Regions from separate parts of the Mus musculus genome. Here regions 2, 3 and 4 are each linked to region 1. Evidence: chromatin contacts called from public promoter capture Hi-C data. All regions are on one chromosome and are shown on one strand. Each heading gives the region's core, a stretch centred on a gene start, on an enhancer-like site or on the middle of the called end of the contact. The rest is flanking DNA. Distances are from core to core; before and after follow the strand shown.

Region 1 (3,584 bases), core at 657-3,156:
CTCACAAGTTCCAGGTTACCTGGGTGGGGTTGGGGAAGAGGCACAAATCAGTGCATTATGAATCACTTCAGAGACATTTTCTTGCCTCAGAATGCTATCCTGAAAGGATTATTACAGATCCACCCCAAGCCCGAAAGTTAAAATGCATAATTTATTTGGTTTTTTCTGCTTCCACTTCTTATCCATACCCAGTATTATTCTACCTTGAAGACAAATAAGCCTTAGCATTTCTAGCGCGAATTATTTTACCCAAATACATTGGACTTCGGTCTCAGTTTAAAGGAAGATGAGTAGCCTCTAAGAGACCTTTCCTCCTCCTCCTCCTCCTCCTCCTCCCCTTCCTCCAGTGTCGGTTTAGCATCCCTGAAGGAGGGAGTGGTGTGAATGATCTGGGTTCGGAATCGGATTTTGTTGAGTCGTGGCTTCATCCGTCCACTTGAGCTGCCCGAGGCTTTGCGACCTGAATCTTTTGCTTTGCTTCCTCCAGTCCATCCCTCGGGGACGTGGTGGTGAAGTTCAGCTCCGTCTTCCACGACCGGGGAGAGTTTGTGAGTGATGTGTGAGGGGAGCACCTTTGAAAGTCTCCAGCGCCCACCCCCGCGGGCGGCAGGGCTGTCTCCATCATCTTCATCCAGGGCTCCCACCAGGTTCTTTATCTCCTCTGCGATGCTCTCGCTCAGATACTGAGAGGCCTTTCTCCCGCTGTAGTCCCTGATGTCTACATCTGCGTCGTAGGCCCCCACTAGTAACTTCACCACCTCTACATGCCCATGCATCGCTGCCAAATGTAGGGCAGTGTAGCCTCCGCTCGACTTGGCATTGATGTTCACTGGCAGCTGGTGTTTGGTGGCAAAGTTGACCAACATGGCCAGGAGCTCTTGCCTGCCGTGCTTGGCGGCCCAGTGGAGACAAGTGAAGCCGGTGATGAAGTCTCGCTTCGAGAGCAGGCCGGGCTCACAAGTGAGCAGCCCTTCTAGGCTGTCCCACTTGCCCTCGGAAGCTGAGAGCATCCAGGCGTGATCCAGGGGATCCAGGGTAACCGAGGCCCCGACGCTGCTCTCCTCTTCTGCGGACGAAGAAGCTAACGATGCGGTATCGGAGTCGCCCCCTCCTCTGCTGCGACCTCCAGCGTTACCGTCCCCAGGACCCACGCTCCTCTTTAGTTGCGGGGAGCTGCCCAACACCAGGTCCCGAAAGTTCTGACGGGCCGACCTGGGTGTGTTTGGCCCACTAGGGGAACTGCCCCCTTCAGCCTCCCCCTGTGGAGGGAGTTTAAGGTTCTCGCTGGACCCGGGACCCGACGCCCAGGACACGGCCTCGACCTCCTGTGGTGGCGAGTCCTTACCTTGGGCCCCACCTTGAGCAGGGGCTGGAGGCTCTTGGTCGCTCACTTCGCCACCCAGTCCGAGAGACAACTGTGGATTTGCCTCCTGGAGCTGGCTGCCCTCGCAAGGCTCCGCTGCAAGGTCCGGGACTTGAGGCTCCTCAGTCACCTCGATACGCGGGGGCTCTCGGGGGAGCTTGGCCTCAAGCGGGGGGGAATCCCCCGTACAGAACCTTTTCTTGAGATGCACATACTTGGTACCATCCGCGGGATCGGTGCGCACGGTGGCCACGGCATTGACCAGTTCCTTGAAGCGCTCGCGGGCGCGGGTGCGCTGTTCGCGCTGGCCACCCAGGACGTCCCTGAAGTGTTGCACCAATTCCGAGTGTCCCGCCCGGCCCCCACGCTCGGCGAGGAAGCGCAGGATCGCCTCCGAGCTCAGCTCCAGTGACCCCTCCATTCACCGCGGCTCAGCTTCTCAGCCCCAGGAGCGCTCAGCCAGACACCATGGCCGGACGCCTGGAGGACCCGGAGAGCGGCTTGGGTCTCAGTGGCTGGCAGCACGCGCGATCCCAGCTTTGAAGAGTCTCGAGTCCCGCGAGCGCTGACACCGCCTCACTGGGGCCGCGTCCCAGTGGACACGCCCCGCCACACCCACTTCCGCTCGGGACTCAATCTCGGCGACAGTCCCCGGCCCGAGGCCCCGCCCACTTCCGGGCTCCGCGCGGGCTCGCAGCCACTGTTTCCGCCAGTGGCGGGAGGCGAGGGACCCAGAGCTTGGCCTCCGAGGCTCACGTTTCCACTCACCCTCCCCACACACTTGGCTTTTCGTCAAAACGCCCGGTGGGGCACACCCGGGAGAAGCTCGCCCCGAGCGCGGGAAACCCTGGTAGTCCCTGGCGCGTTCCCGCAGCCCTCCGCCTCGGCCCCGCCCCAGCCTCTCAGCAGAGGCCGCCCCGCCCATTAACGGCTGCGGGGCGCCGGGCACGCCCCTTGTCCCGCCAGTTACGCCCAGCGGGTCTCTCTCTGAAGCGGCCCGGGACCTGTGTTTGCGTCCAGCCTGAGACCACCGTTTCCCTACGTCCCACCAGGGCTATGGCCTCATGCGACGAGGTACAGCAGCTGGTGAGCCCCGCGCCCTTGGGTTCCCCGAGCCCCCGCCCCGCCCCGCCCGGTCGCCTCTGGGCCAGCGAGATTGTGACCGTGCGGCTCCGGGACTCCGCGTGTCGTGGAGAGGGGGCTCCCTGTTGCCCCAGGGCGAGGGCTGAAGAGCTCTGGCGAGCGACTGCATGTTGGGGAAAAGTTACATTTTCCAGGCTTCCTGGTCCTGGCCAAAGCGGGGTGGTGTAAATGAAATCCAGGATGATGATCGATGCCTATCACTTTGTAACGGTTTTTTTTTTCCTTTTCCCCGACTTAAATCAGGCCTTGGAATCCGCCTGATTTTGTGCAATTGTGTACACGTACATGGCTACTGACCGGAAAGTCGGCTTCCTTAGATTTTCCAAAGCTCGCGGGTTTACTGTAATGCTTGGCGGTTTTGTTTGGCTTTCCCGTCCCCTTGTAATGAAAAAAAAAAAAAACAACAAAAAAAAAACAAACAAACCACTTGACCGATCCAATGTTTTGTGCGGTTCAAATAACTTGAAAAACTTATCTTAGTTGATATAGGATATAAGCCATAGTTATCCGAGAGGTCATACTGTTTTCATAATACCAATCTCTTGTAATCTTGCTTTTGTTCCCATCATTTTAAGATTGTATGTGGAATCTTCCAGTTGTCGCAGGGGGTAGAATAGATTCTATTTCTACTTCCCTAACAGCTGCACGCAGTAAATTATTTTTCTCTACTTTAAGAAACTCTAATATTTCCCTTATCCAATATTAATGAAAGTAATCCTCTTAACTAACTCTATTGAATCCTTTGGCATTGGTAGTATTTTTGTCGGATTCTTAATCTCAAGCAACATTTCCCAAATAACTTTCTACTTACCTGAAACAAGTGACTCTTATTATTATCTTCCTATGTTGCATTTTAGTTGTAGAACTTATTTCAATAGACTAAAATAAAAATAATGAGAAATAGATAAATGCTATAATTTCTGTGTGAAGTTGGTTCGTGATCATTGACATGAAAAAAAAATCATAGTACCTAAGCTATTCGAACCTTAATGGCTGTCCAGTAAACCTATTCTCATAAAAAAGTATTATCATCCATTTAGTGATTTATCAGTACCTTCTAATTCTTTAGCATGATGAA
Region 2 (3,584 bases), core at 772-3,271, 970 kb after region 1:
AATTCAAGAGTTCTTAAATGGGGCATCGACCAACTCCAGCATGTGCCTATACTTCCAACTTCCCAGAATGTCTGGAGGATTACACCTTGTGCCTTTTACATTTCAGCTGATTTCTCTAAAAGACATATTTAATTTAGAAAAATTTACAACTCATACGAAGTAAAAAAGGGTTTCATTTTACTATTAAAAAGATATTCCAGCCGGATGGTGGTGGTGCACGCCTTTAAATTCCAGCACTTGGGAGGCAGAGGCAGGCGGATTTCTGAGTTCGAGGCCAGCCTGGTTTACAGAGTGAGTTCCAGGACAGCCAGGGATACACAGAGAAACCCTGTCTCGAACCCCCACCCCCACCCCCCTCAAAAAAAAAGATATTCCTCTTGGGGTGGAGAGGTGGCTCAGTGGTTAAGAACACTGGCTGCTCTTCCAGAGGACCTGGCTTCAATTTCCAGAACCCACATGGTGGCTCACAACTGTAACTACAGTTCCAGGGAATCCAAAACTCTAACAAAGACATACATATAGGCAAAACACGCGCGCACACACACACTGAATTAAAAATTCATTTGTTCCTTTACTTATTCAAAGGCAACTGCAGGGCTAGGCATGGTGGTCTACTGAAAAGCTCTGATTTAAACCCAGTACCTGTACACCTTGCTTTGGCTTTCTGCAGGAGCATCATTTGCTTCTTGGCAAACTTGATGAGATCTTCTCTGGGCAACGTTTCTAGCTGAAAGATGGAGTCGTATTATTGAGTTTTAAAACCCATGCTTTTAGTACGGCCACCAAAAGAAACACAGTGTCTGCCGAAAACCAAAGAGAGACACTCTAAACAGTTGAGCCAGTCACATTTTTTAAATTGAGAAACGTAACTTCAATAACTAAAAGTAATTAGGTGAATGGAAAATCAAACCAAAACCCCAGCACAAAACTCTTACAGAGAACACTGAGTTCTCTAGCTGTACAAGAAGGGCTTGGAACTCAAGATTTCTCGAGCTGTAGAACTCATTCTGTTGGAAGCTAACAACATAACTACATTCACAGGTGAATCGGGTCACATTTAGACTTCAACTAAAATATTAGGGTTTACTAACTGAAAATTACTTAATCTTTGTGCACAACGTTTCCTCATCTGCAGAATGAGAATAGGGAAGATACGTATTTCAGGAAGCTTACCTGAAAGAATCTGTTACTTCAGCAAATGCCTAGAAATCAGTCTTCAAACACTACATTTTGGTAATAAATTGTGCCCCTACCTTTCTGAATCACTTAGCATAAAACATTGCACAGTGCTGTAAGAACAACCTTATTCCACCCTCAACTCTGGAGCTGGAGCCAACAGGATATAGTTCCTTGCTTCTTCCTGCCTCTTATCTAATCCCCTCGGCTTCGTGTCACTGTGTAAACTTTCATTAAACAGACTAGCTAAATGTTTGAAATACAGCATCGTGCTAACAAGGAGCAGGAAGTAAACAAACTGCTCGCACATCAGGAAATTTAAAAAAGAACAGGAAATCTGTAAGTAAATTAAAATGAAACTCCCTGAGGAAAGGTTAGTTCTTTTTTTTTTTTTTTTTTTTTTTTAAATAATTCTCCCCATGCCAAAGTTTTCCGATTCATTAACCTTATGCGCTACAGGGAACCAGGCGGCTGAGTGCTCTCCTCACCTTGGATTTCGGGGTCCCGGAGGGTGCTGCAGCTACGGCATCTGGAGCAGAATCCTGTAAAACAAACCATAAAAAGAGCTCATCCCAATTCCAGGTACAAGGCGCGGCCAAACAAATCTGTGCAGAGGAGGACCCCTTTAGGCGGTAGGGACCGGAGCTGGGCCGTCGCCACGGCCGGAGCCAGCACCAGGTTCAATGCCAAGCGCCGCGGCGGGGGTCTGGGCGCGAGGGCGGGGACAGGGTGCTCCCATGCCCTCCCACCCCTCGAGCGGCACAGCGGGCCAGCGGGGCGGCGCGACGCCCACCGTTACCTCCATCGCGGCTGCGACCCGCGGCTGCCTCCACCGCCTCTTCAGGAGTCTCGGCTGCTCCGCCTCCGAGGCTGCCGAGCGCGGGTCAAAGGTCTCGTTACGAGGCGACTACGCCTCCCCGCGTCTCCAAGGCTACGCAGAGCTGGCACTTCCGCTTCCTCCTTGGTGTCCGGGAGGAAGTCGTCTTTGCGCAGGTCCCCTGGCCGGTGCCGGAACGCGCTGAGTCGCCCTGCACTACTACCCTGTGCCAGGTGACAGGTTTGAGCACACGTTCCTTTGATCACTTCGTTTTCTAATTTTTAAAGATGTGCTTTACAAATATAACTATCCCGACTAGCAGGCATATGTGAAACAAATAGTTTTATAGGTGACTTTAATTCTGTCATGTTCAAAATAGGTTCCTCTGTGAGTAGTAATAAGGAATAAATTACTGAATCCGTTACTTTCTCAGGAGTTTCAAAATGCTGGCATGCTGTCTCTGTATTGCTAAATATTAATTTGCCGGCTGAGGTGCTTCTCGTGTTGTTTATATTGTCAACTTGAAAGGATCTAGAATCATCTAGGAGAGAGCCTCTAGACATGTATGTGAAATTTATCTAGATTAGATTACTTGAGCTATGGAGACCCCCAGTAACTGTGGGTGGCAGCATTCCACAGACTGGTAACCCTGGTTGCATAAAAAAGGATAACTCAGACTGAATTCCAGCATTCACTTCAAAGAACCCATCGAGGTCACAGTGTGGGAAGGTACACGTGACTAGTCTGATGAGGGCCCTCCCTTGTGGTTACGAATGAGAGAAGACAGGGTAAAGAGATTCCAGGTTCTGTCAAGAGTCCTGCAGGCCTTCTTTTTCCTTGTAGTTGCTCACAAGGGGATGAAGGCAAGATAAGGAAGATAAAACCAATCCAAACCCCAGAGGACTCTAGAGAAGGAAGATACTACAATATAGATTTTCGTTGTTATTGTCTAATAGAACACGTTTAGACTGACCTAGACCCTAAAATAATGCCTGATATTTTTCTATAGTTAAGCCTGGCCTAAACATAAACTAGAGGACAGAGCAAGTGGCCGCTGGTGGCGAATATTAATTAACATGTTGTATTTTCATAGGTGAGAGGGTGTTTTTCAGCAGGTTTTTCAGGTTGTCTACTTCCAGGTGTAGACATACACTAATTGCAGGTATAGGCCTTCAAGCAGTTGGGCCCTCACCCCCAAGTAGAGCCAGAGCGTTTTCCAAGTTCCGTATGGGAAAAGCCAGGTGTTTTTGTTGGTTTTGATCATGGCTTCTGGAAGTCATATGGCATGACCTTTACAAAATATAAAGACATCAAATTCCCTGGTAATACCGTGAGGGGAGAAAATCATTACCCCCTGTCAGTCCTCAGTCCCAATACACAGCCCAGCAAGCGGCTGTGTGCCTTCTCTCTTATTTCTCTGATCCTTCAGGAACAGTTATTTTTTTCAGTTTTACAGTGGTGGACCAAATTCCTTCTGTTCGTCAGGTTTCTTGCACTATTTAAATTCAGTGAGAAGCTGGGTCTAGAGGTGGGATTTTCCTGTAGATACATTTTTTTTTTAAATCTTAAATTGCCCTCTGACTGAAACATC
Region 3 (3,584 bases), core at 756-3,255, 880 kb before region 1:
CTGGATGCCTGGTATTGCTCCTTCCCCTTACTAAAGAAATTACAGTCGCTTTGACTTGGAAAACAAAAACATCCGAACCTCTTCCTCTTCCCATGGTATGTCTGGGTGCCTTATGTATGTTTACAAAATGATACCTAAACAGATACCCCCAGCCGGTTTCTAGGCGGAAAAAAACGGTAAATACCATTTCTTCGTGCTCTAACAGTATGCGTTCACGCGTTTCCCCAGCCCCCTGGGTCACTGACTGGGTATCTCCTCCCTCCCTCTGGGTAACAACCAGCACCTTGCGATATTAAAACAAGCTCTCTCTTTATTCTGAAACAGAATGAAACTGTTGAATAGAAAAACATCTAAAAAAAAAAAAAACTTGTGGATGCTCGAAGTTTAAAAAGAACAGTCATGGTGTGGCTTATACTAGGTGGGTCAAAATCAAGAGTCTGGGGAATGAGGAATAAGAACCCAACGTAGAGGAGGCTTTCCGAGCGAGGTCAGGGCGTCAGCTAGCGCCAGATCGAGGGGCGCTCTACATTTCAGGGCCTCACCCCCACCCCATCGCTGAGGTGCCCAGGGCGCAGCCACGCCCTCCCTTCCTCACCCCTGCCCACGCCACCATCTGCGAGGCGGCCGTGGCTGCCCTGCGGGAGGGAACGCGCCTCCTATTCCCTCCCTGATCTACAGGTGCGGGTAAACAGAGCTGCGGCGCCGGCCGGTCCGCAGCCTCCTCCCCGCCCCCACCCGCAAAGCTTTGCCCAAGGTTAAGTCGGCTTGCGGCGGGCTTCTGCCAGGGACCCCAAACCAGCTCCTGGGGGCTCTCGCTTCTGCTTCTCATGCCCACCGGACCAAGGATGGGGTCCCCTTGCTTCACCGCCGAGCTTGGTCCAGGAAAACCAGCCTACCTGGCCTGGCTCTGGCGACCACCCTGAGAGAGAGAGAGGAGAGCGCCTCGGGCATTTTCACTGTGCACCCCCCCCCCCGCGCGCCCCATTATGGACACGCCTTCCACCATCTCTTGGAGGTTGGGGGAACCCTTCCCCAAACTCAACGCCCTGGCCACCGCTCAGTCCTTGAGCCTTCTGTCCCCTTCTTCCGAAGCCCAAGGAGGGGTCGGAGGACACCCTTGCGGCCGCTACCTTTCCTGCCGGCCCCACCCAGATCCGCTCCCTCTGCCAAGAGCAGTGTGTGCAGTCTGCAGCATTCACCCGGCAGGGGCCTAGCCCGGGGACCGATGGCAAGGAGGTGGGGGTGGGGGGACAGGCGGGGCCCAGCAGCAGCCAGGGCCCGGGTCCCCACATCCCGCACCCCTGCTCCGCGCCACGCCACAAGGCAGACCCCGTCGCGAGCGTGCGCCCCTAGAGCATGTTCTCGTCTAGGACACTCCGGGAGGCTGCGGGAACTGAAGGTCCCAAAGCTGGTGGCCACGGGAACACCGGAGGGGCTCGGGGCTGGGACTCTCGGTGTTGTTTACACTTGGCGTAGTTAGCCTGGCAGGCCCGAGAGGCTCCGGCTCCGACACGCGGCGGTGGCTCCCAGCGCGCGGGGTCTCTGCTCCCGGCCTCCCCACCCACAACCCGCGCCCGGCCCGGCCCTCCGCGCCCCGCCGCTCACGTCTCGGAAGCGGTTCCAGTGCTTAATCTTGCCGCTGTACTGCGAGATGGACGACAGCCATTGCTCGTCCTCCATGAAATTGCCGGGGGTCTCGCCCTCCTTGAGCCCCTTGGCGTCGCCTTCAGCCAAGGCGACCACGGCGAGGAGCAGCAGCGGCAGAGCCAGCCGCCCGGAGCCTGGAGCGCGCATCGTGGTCTGGGCTTGGACCTGGGGGGGTCTGGACTTCAGCAGGATTTGATGTCCTTCCCTCCACCGCGCCACTGGCGAAGCGCTGCGGTCCTCCTCAGCCCTCCTCCTGCTGTCTGACTCCAGTGACTGACGGAGGGTGGGTCGTGGCTGAAATGTGACCTGGTTAGCAGATGCACTTGTCTGAAAAAGCCCAGCGCTGGACGCGGAGAGGGAGAGAGATTCAGAGAGGCTGCGCCAGCGGGGGCTGTGTCTGTAACTGTAGCATCAGCATCACGTTTGACATCATCATACCTGGTTAAAAAAAAAAAAAAAAAAAAAAAAAAAGGAGGGGGTAGATTTCAAAGCAGAGCGCTGGATCAGAGCAGCCAAGCCAGCCAAGCCGCAGCGCAGGGCTGCGCAAGTCAGTCCAGCTCTCAAGGAGTTGCAAGCCAGGGAAGCAGAACCCTGAGATGTCCCTGCTGTCTATCTAAGGGTGGACAGCAAAGAAGGGCTCCGGGGTCTTTCATAGGGCTGGAAAGAGGATGAAAACTCTCGGGTTACCAAGTCAGCTGGGCTCAGGTGTCTAAAAGGGAATCTGGCCACAGACAGTTTCTTCTCCCTTGGCCTCCTCCCACCCCACACCCCACACCCCCGAGTGGCCTGTGCCACCGCTCTGACAGCTGGCTCCCCGCGAGTTATGGCGCTTCGGTAATGGGTGGCTTCCTTAAGACAAAGGCGGTCTAACAACTGGCTGCCTCTGAACTATTGCTCCCCCTGGCCCGCCGCTCTTTTCAACGCATGGCCCCAACCCTGAATGGCTGGTGAAACATGGGCAGATGTCCTCCTCTTCCGCAAGCAGATGTTTAGGGGCTGTCACCCTTTTGTTAGCTTTTCCTAGGGCAACCCTAAAAGACACATGCGTGTCTAGCCATCTCATCTGCCTTGAGTCTGCAAATCTAAATGGGCCCAGCCATTTGCTTGTGACTTTGACTTCATGTTGAGTTTGATGATGCACTGGGGAAGGAGACAAGGCGGGAGGAGGCGGGTTCTGTTGGAGGCTGTTAGGTTCTTGTTAAAACTGTGACCCTTGTCATTGCCTATAGACCTGTGCTGCCTTACCAGCTGGGAAGGCTGGCAGCTGGGCACAGACCCAGGATCAGAACAGAACTGAAATTTACATTACAAATAAAATGAAGACTACGAAAAGGGCAAACCATATTAAACTTTTGGGCCCCAAGCCCTAGATTGTGTTTTTATAAAAGACTTGGCTGCTGTGATGTTAAAATAAAATAAAATAAAATAAAATAAAAATTAAAGGCAATGAAAGAACATGATCTTAATCAATAGGAAAAAACACAGGTTGTGAGGGTTACAGTCATCCAGGGCCTGGCATGCCTCCTGAGTGTTGGGTGCCTCAGTAGCCTGGGCTGGGTGGGGACCCCTGGGAAAACACAAAACAATAGTTTCCCTTCCTGTGGTGCTGCTGCAAGCTCCAGATACTGACATCTGCATCTCACAATGGATGCAGAGCCCTCCAGGCGGTACCAGGGAGCTTCACAGTGGAGTCCTTCTCATACGGACTGGAGGGGACTGAGGATCCCAACTTCCATATAGAGTGTCATTCTAACGCCACACATATATAGCATGCGATGGCTATGAAACTTGAGCAGAGTTATCCCAGGCATTTCAAAAGCAAAAGAGTTTGTCCCTTGGGTTGGAGAGGTGATAATCCATCTTCATCATCTTTCCCACATCTTTTTTTTTTATGATTTATTTATTGCATTATGAGTGTACACTGTCGCTGTCTTCAG
Region 4 (3,584 bases), core at 363-2,862, 610 kb after region 1:
GAGAAGGAGAAGGAGAGGAAGAAGGAGAAGGAGAAGGAGAAGGAGAAGGAGAAGGAGAAGGAGAAGGAGAAGGAGAAGGAGAAGGAGAAGAAGAAGAAGAAGAAGAAGAAGAAGAAGAAGAAGAAGAAGAAGAAGAAGAAGAAGAAGAAGAAGAAGAAGAAGAAGAAAAATATAACCCCCTTTTTCGTTCAAGGGCTAAGGTCACATCTGCATGCTACTACTGCTGAGCTGTGGTCCAACCCTGATTGTTTTTATCCATTGAAAAACTCAAGTTTGACATAAAGGGAGTTATTTATCAGAGAAAAAACATGTACTGTGGTTTATCTGATAGCAAATCAGCTTCCATTTTTCTTTTTTTTTTTTTTTTTGGATACATTTTCTTTTCTTTCTGTTGTCTTTCTTTGTTTTCTTTTTGTGACAGAGTCTCTCTGTGTCAGAGTACTCTTTAGGGAACTTTAAACATTTCCTCTCTGCCCCACTCCCTGCAATACAGTCTAGAACTCCAAGTTGGTTCATTTCACTGTGGTGCCTTATTTTCCAGCCTTTGAAGGTGATGCTTTGCCAGATCTCTGAGGTTCTCTCTTCTTCTCGCAGGTGTGGGAGCCACTTCTGGGGTTTCAGCACACTCATCCAGCACTTCCGGTGGCAGCACCTTGTCTCCCTTCCAGCATGCTCACAAAGGTGAGGAAGGCATCCAGCTTTGGGTCTTCCAGAACTCAGAGAGCTGAGAGTGAGGAGGGAGAGGAGACAATGAAGACAGAGCCCTTTCCTCTTGTCACTTCCCTAATGTGACAGAGTCACATGATTGCTGCATGATCAGCTGCAGTATCTTGGTATAGAATTGCTACTTCATGGGTATCCTGGTACTCCAGCCACCTTGGCAGGGTGGGAGGTGACAGTCAGGAGCCAGTGTCAACAGTGATTTACACTTTTAATACTCATTTCCAATGACTTTTATTCTCCCTAGCTCATTAGAAATGGAAATGATGGTTGAGGGTCACTCTCCCCTCGCCATCTCAGTGCAAACTCTTGTGTTTAACTTATCCCTTCTCATAGAGACTCATAAAACTCATAGAGGAGTTGCTCTATGGTTTTTATTGCCATCTGATTCTTAAGCATGTTTGGGGTTGGGTCTCCATGAGTCTTGGGGTACCTTCAAGAACCCTCAAAGTGTCAATACACAGCCTGCTACATCTTGACCCAAGGTATGAGGACAGTATGCAGACATACTCACCTCACTTCCCCCAGCACTCGGGAATAGCATGTAACCGAGAATAGTAAGACATAATTACCCATCTCCCACTCCCACAGTTATAAACGCACCAGATAACATCAAGGAGTCTGACCATCCTCAATGGGCTCTCAGCTCTGCACATCCTTCCGATGGCCCTGAGTGCCAGATGCCTGCCACTGCCTCTTTGGCAGGACATTTGGATCTTGCTTCATGGGAACCAGATGTCCTGTTTAGTTATTTTGGAGAACTGTAGGAAGGTTTCAGATAGTCCACACATCCAAAGCTTCATCAGGGAACCAAGCAACCAGCTCCAGGAATAAGCAGCAGCCCAGCAGAAGTGGAAACAGTAGGAGTTGCTGGGTCAGTTCAGCCCTCTTTACCCTGGGGCTCTTGTTAATACTCTGAAGAGGAGGTGCCAAGTAAAACCAAACCAGGAATGTAACCTCTAGCCGGAGGGGTGGCCTTTTGCCTGAATTCCCAAGACAGATACTTGTTCATGGGCCTCTCTTCATCTGTACCTTTCTCTCAGGATCTCAGGGTAATGACACTAAGAGTGAGCACCCCAGGAATGACTTCTTGTTTTTGCATCCTGCTCTTCCAAGTATAATGCACATACACCCAGTTGGTAGTGTGGGGGGAAGCTGTACGTGAGTGGATACACCCAGTTGGCAGTGTGGATGAGTGGCCCTGACCTAGCAGCCAACACACGGTTTGAGAGCCAGGTCCTTAGGCCAAGAATGATCTATGAAAGCATTCCTGTGATTGTCTCTCCTGGTGGCTTGGAGGAGGGGCCTGCAAACCCATTTATCCTCCTCTCCTTGATGCCAGCAGAGCTCTCAGGCCAAGGACACCTGGCCACCGCCCTGATTATTGCCATGTCTACGATCTTCATCATGGCCATTGCCATCGTCCTCATCATCATGTTCTACATCATGAAGACTAAGCCGTCAGCTCCAGGTGACATCCCTGCACCCATGTCCCTAACCCAACACTCTGTCACCTTCTCTGAGAGAGCCAGGGAGCTCATGCCAACCTTTTTCTCTTTCTTCAAGCAGCCTGCTGTAGCAGTCCCCCAGGAAAGAGCGCAGAAGCCCCAGCTAACACACACGAGGAGAAAAAAGAGGCCCCAGGTCTGTACACATAGCCCACACTGCCCCATGAACAATATCTAGCATGAAGGTGGGGTATGTTCACCTTGTCCTCAAACCTGGAAGCCCAGTTTCCTGAGCACCTCTGGTTCCAGGGCCCTTGAGGTGGTAGTGTACCCACTTGTTCTGTCCCCAGGTGGGGACCTGGTCACCAAGGATGTCTACTGAAAAGGAAATGGGAAGGGAGGTCCAAGTTCAGTGCCACAAGCTAACTCTCCCCAACTCCCCAACTTCTATTCCTACAGACAGTGTGGTGACGTTCCCTGAGAATGGTGAGTTCCAGAAGCTGACAGCAACACCCACAAAGACCCCCAAAAGGTATGTAGAACAGGGGCTCACCTATACTCATTACTAGGTTGAACAGTCCCAGTCCCAAGGATGGAGTTACCATCTGGGTCCTTATAGGTCCTTGAGCAGGCAGGCAGGCAAGCTGTATCAGCGAGTGTACTGGGTGCTGGTGCCTGGCCTAAGAATGTTCCAAGAATATTAGAGAGCAGCTTCCCACCAAAGGAGGCAATGTAAACCAGCACTGAATTTCTGTTTCCTCATTAACCACAGGAGCTGGGACAGGTGTAAAATCTGCCTGCTATTCCCCACTTGTCCATTCGCCCTGCTCCCAATCTCCCAGATGCCCTGAGCCCTCCCCCCTTCTCTTCAAACTGAGGAGCCAATATGAATCACAGGATGCATACATGCCAGTCAGGTTATTTAGCTGCCAGCAGTGCTTACATTACATAAAGCCAGCAACCCCAGCCCCAGGCCTGAGACTGGTCTTGCCACACCCCTAAGATGCCATCCCCACTTCCATCACTGGACCAAGATCACACACCAGTGATCAACAGAACTGGAACCAGAGCCCAGACTGTCAACCATCTATTAAGGGCTGGTGTAATAAGCCTCTGAGAGATTTACCTGGCTGCATTTTAGCACATTTTCCGAACATTGGGTCATAGAACTTACCTCTGTTTTAAAATCTACTGAGGAGGGAAGTCATTTCCTATTGTCCCCATTGGACTTGGTCCAGCAACACAGCATACAAACTCCTTTCTGCTGGGACCTGTACTGAGGCCTTATAGACAAGTCTGGGAAGGGCCCCATATCCCTAGTGTTGGTCTTTGCAACTGGAGTGCAGAGTTCCCAAGGGTTGTTAAGACATTTTCCAGAAGAGCGGAGTACCAGACCCTCCTTCTTGACCCAAGACA

The links. Promoter capture Hi-C pulls out the DNA fragments that hold promoters and counts their contacts.
Region 2: a promoter capture Hi-C map of neutrophils shows a contact between it and region 1. The contact joins the promoter of Gcc2 here to the promoter of Sowahc in region 1. A contact is called at or near these places in 2 of 39 promoter capture datasets (neutrophils and pre-B cells) and 1 of 9 other capture datasets (adipose tissue).
Region 3: a promoter capture Hi-C map of cranial neural crest shows a contact between it and region 1. The contact joins the promoter of Spock2 here to the promoter of Sowahc in region 1.
Region 4: a promoter capture Hi-C map of 3T3-L1-derived adipocytes shows a contact between it and region 1, with 2.7 times the contacts expected there. The contact joins the enhancer-like site here to the promoter of Sowahc in region 1. A contact is called at or near these places in 3 of 39 promoter capture datasets (the 3T3-L1 cell line, 3T3-L1-derived adipocytes and hippocampal neurons) and 4 of 115 datasets of contacts at active chromatin or transcription factors (astrocytes, embryonic forebrain, embryonic stem cells and 1 more).

What each region holds. Positions count from the first base shown.
Region 1 is chr10:59,220,244-59,223,827 of GRCm38.p6, reverse strand. Sowahc (sosondowah ankyrin repeat domain family member C) reads right to left here and starts at 1,906. Exons shown (of 1, transcript NM_172939.3): 1 at 1-1,906. The coding sequence starts at 1,784. The coding sequence ends at 246. Septin10 (septin 10) reads left to right here and starts at 2,328. Exons shown (of 10, transcript NM_001024911.3): 1 at 2,328-2,437. The coding sequence starts at 2,420.
Region 2 is chr10:58,253,963-58,257,546 of GRCm38.p6, reverse strand. Gcc2 (GRIP and coiled-coil domain containing 2) reads right to left here and starts at 2,021. Exons shown (of 23, transcript NM_027375.2): 1 at 1,976-2,021; 2 at 1,665-1,718; 3 at 643-727. The coding sequence starts at 1,981.
Region 3 is chr10:60,104,678-60,108,261 of GRCm38.p6, reverse strand. Spock2 (sparc/osteonectin, cwcv and kazal-like domains proteoglycan 2) reads right to left here and starts at 2,005. Exons shown (of 11, transcript NM_052994.2): 1 at 1,606-2,005. The coding sequence starts at 1,794. Gm51801 (a long non-coding RNA gene) reads left to right here. Exons shown (of 3, transcript XR_003949003.1): 3 at 1-902.
Region 4 is chr10:58,609,054-58,612,637 of GRCm38.p6, reverse strand. It overlaps Edar (ectodysplasin-A receptor), which reads left to right. Exons shown (of 12, transcript NM_010100.3): 6 at 595-681; 7 at 2,066-2,191; 8 at 2,290-2,364; 9 at 2,628-2,700. Among named protein-coding and RNA genes, the nearest start is that of Edar, 65 kb to the left of the region's middle. Within about 2 kb of position 1,612, at least 15 of the 459 cell types and tissues checked have an H3K27ac peak or open chromatin away from gene starts, as enhancers often do. A contact at or near this core is called in 3T3-L1-derived adipocytes and astrocytes, where this site is marked.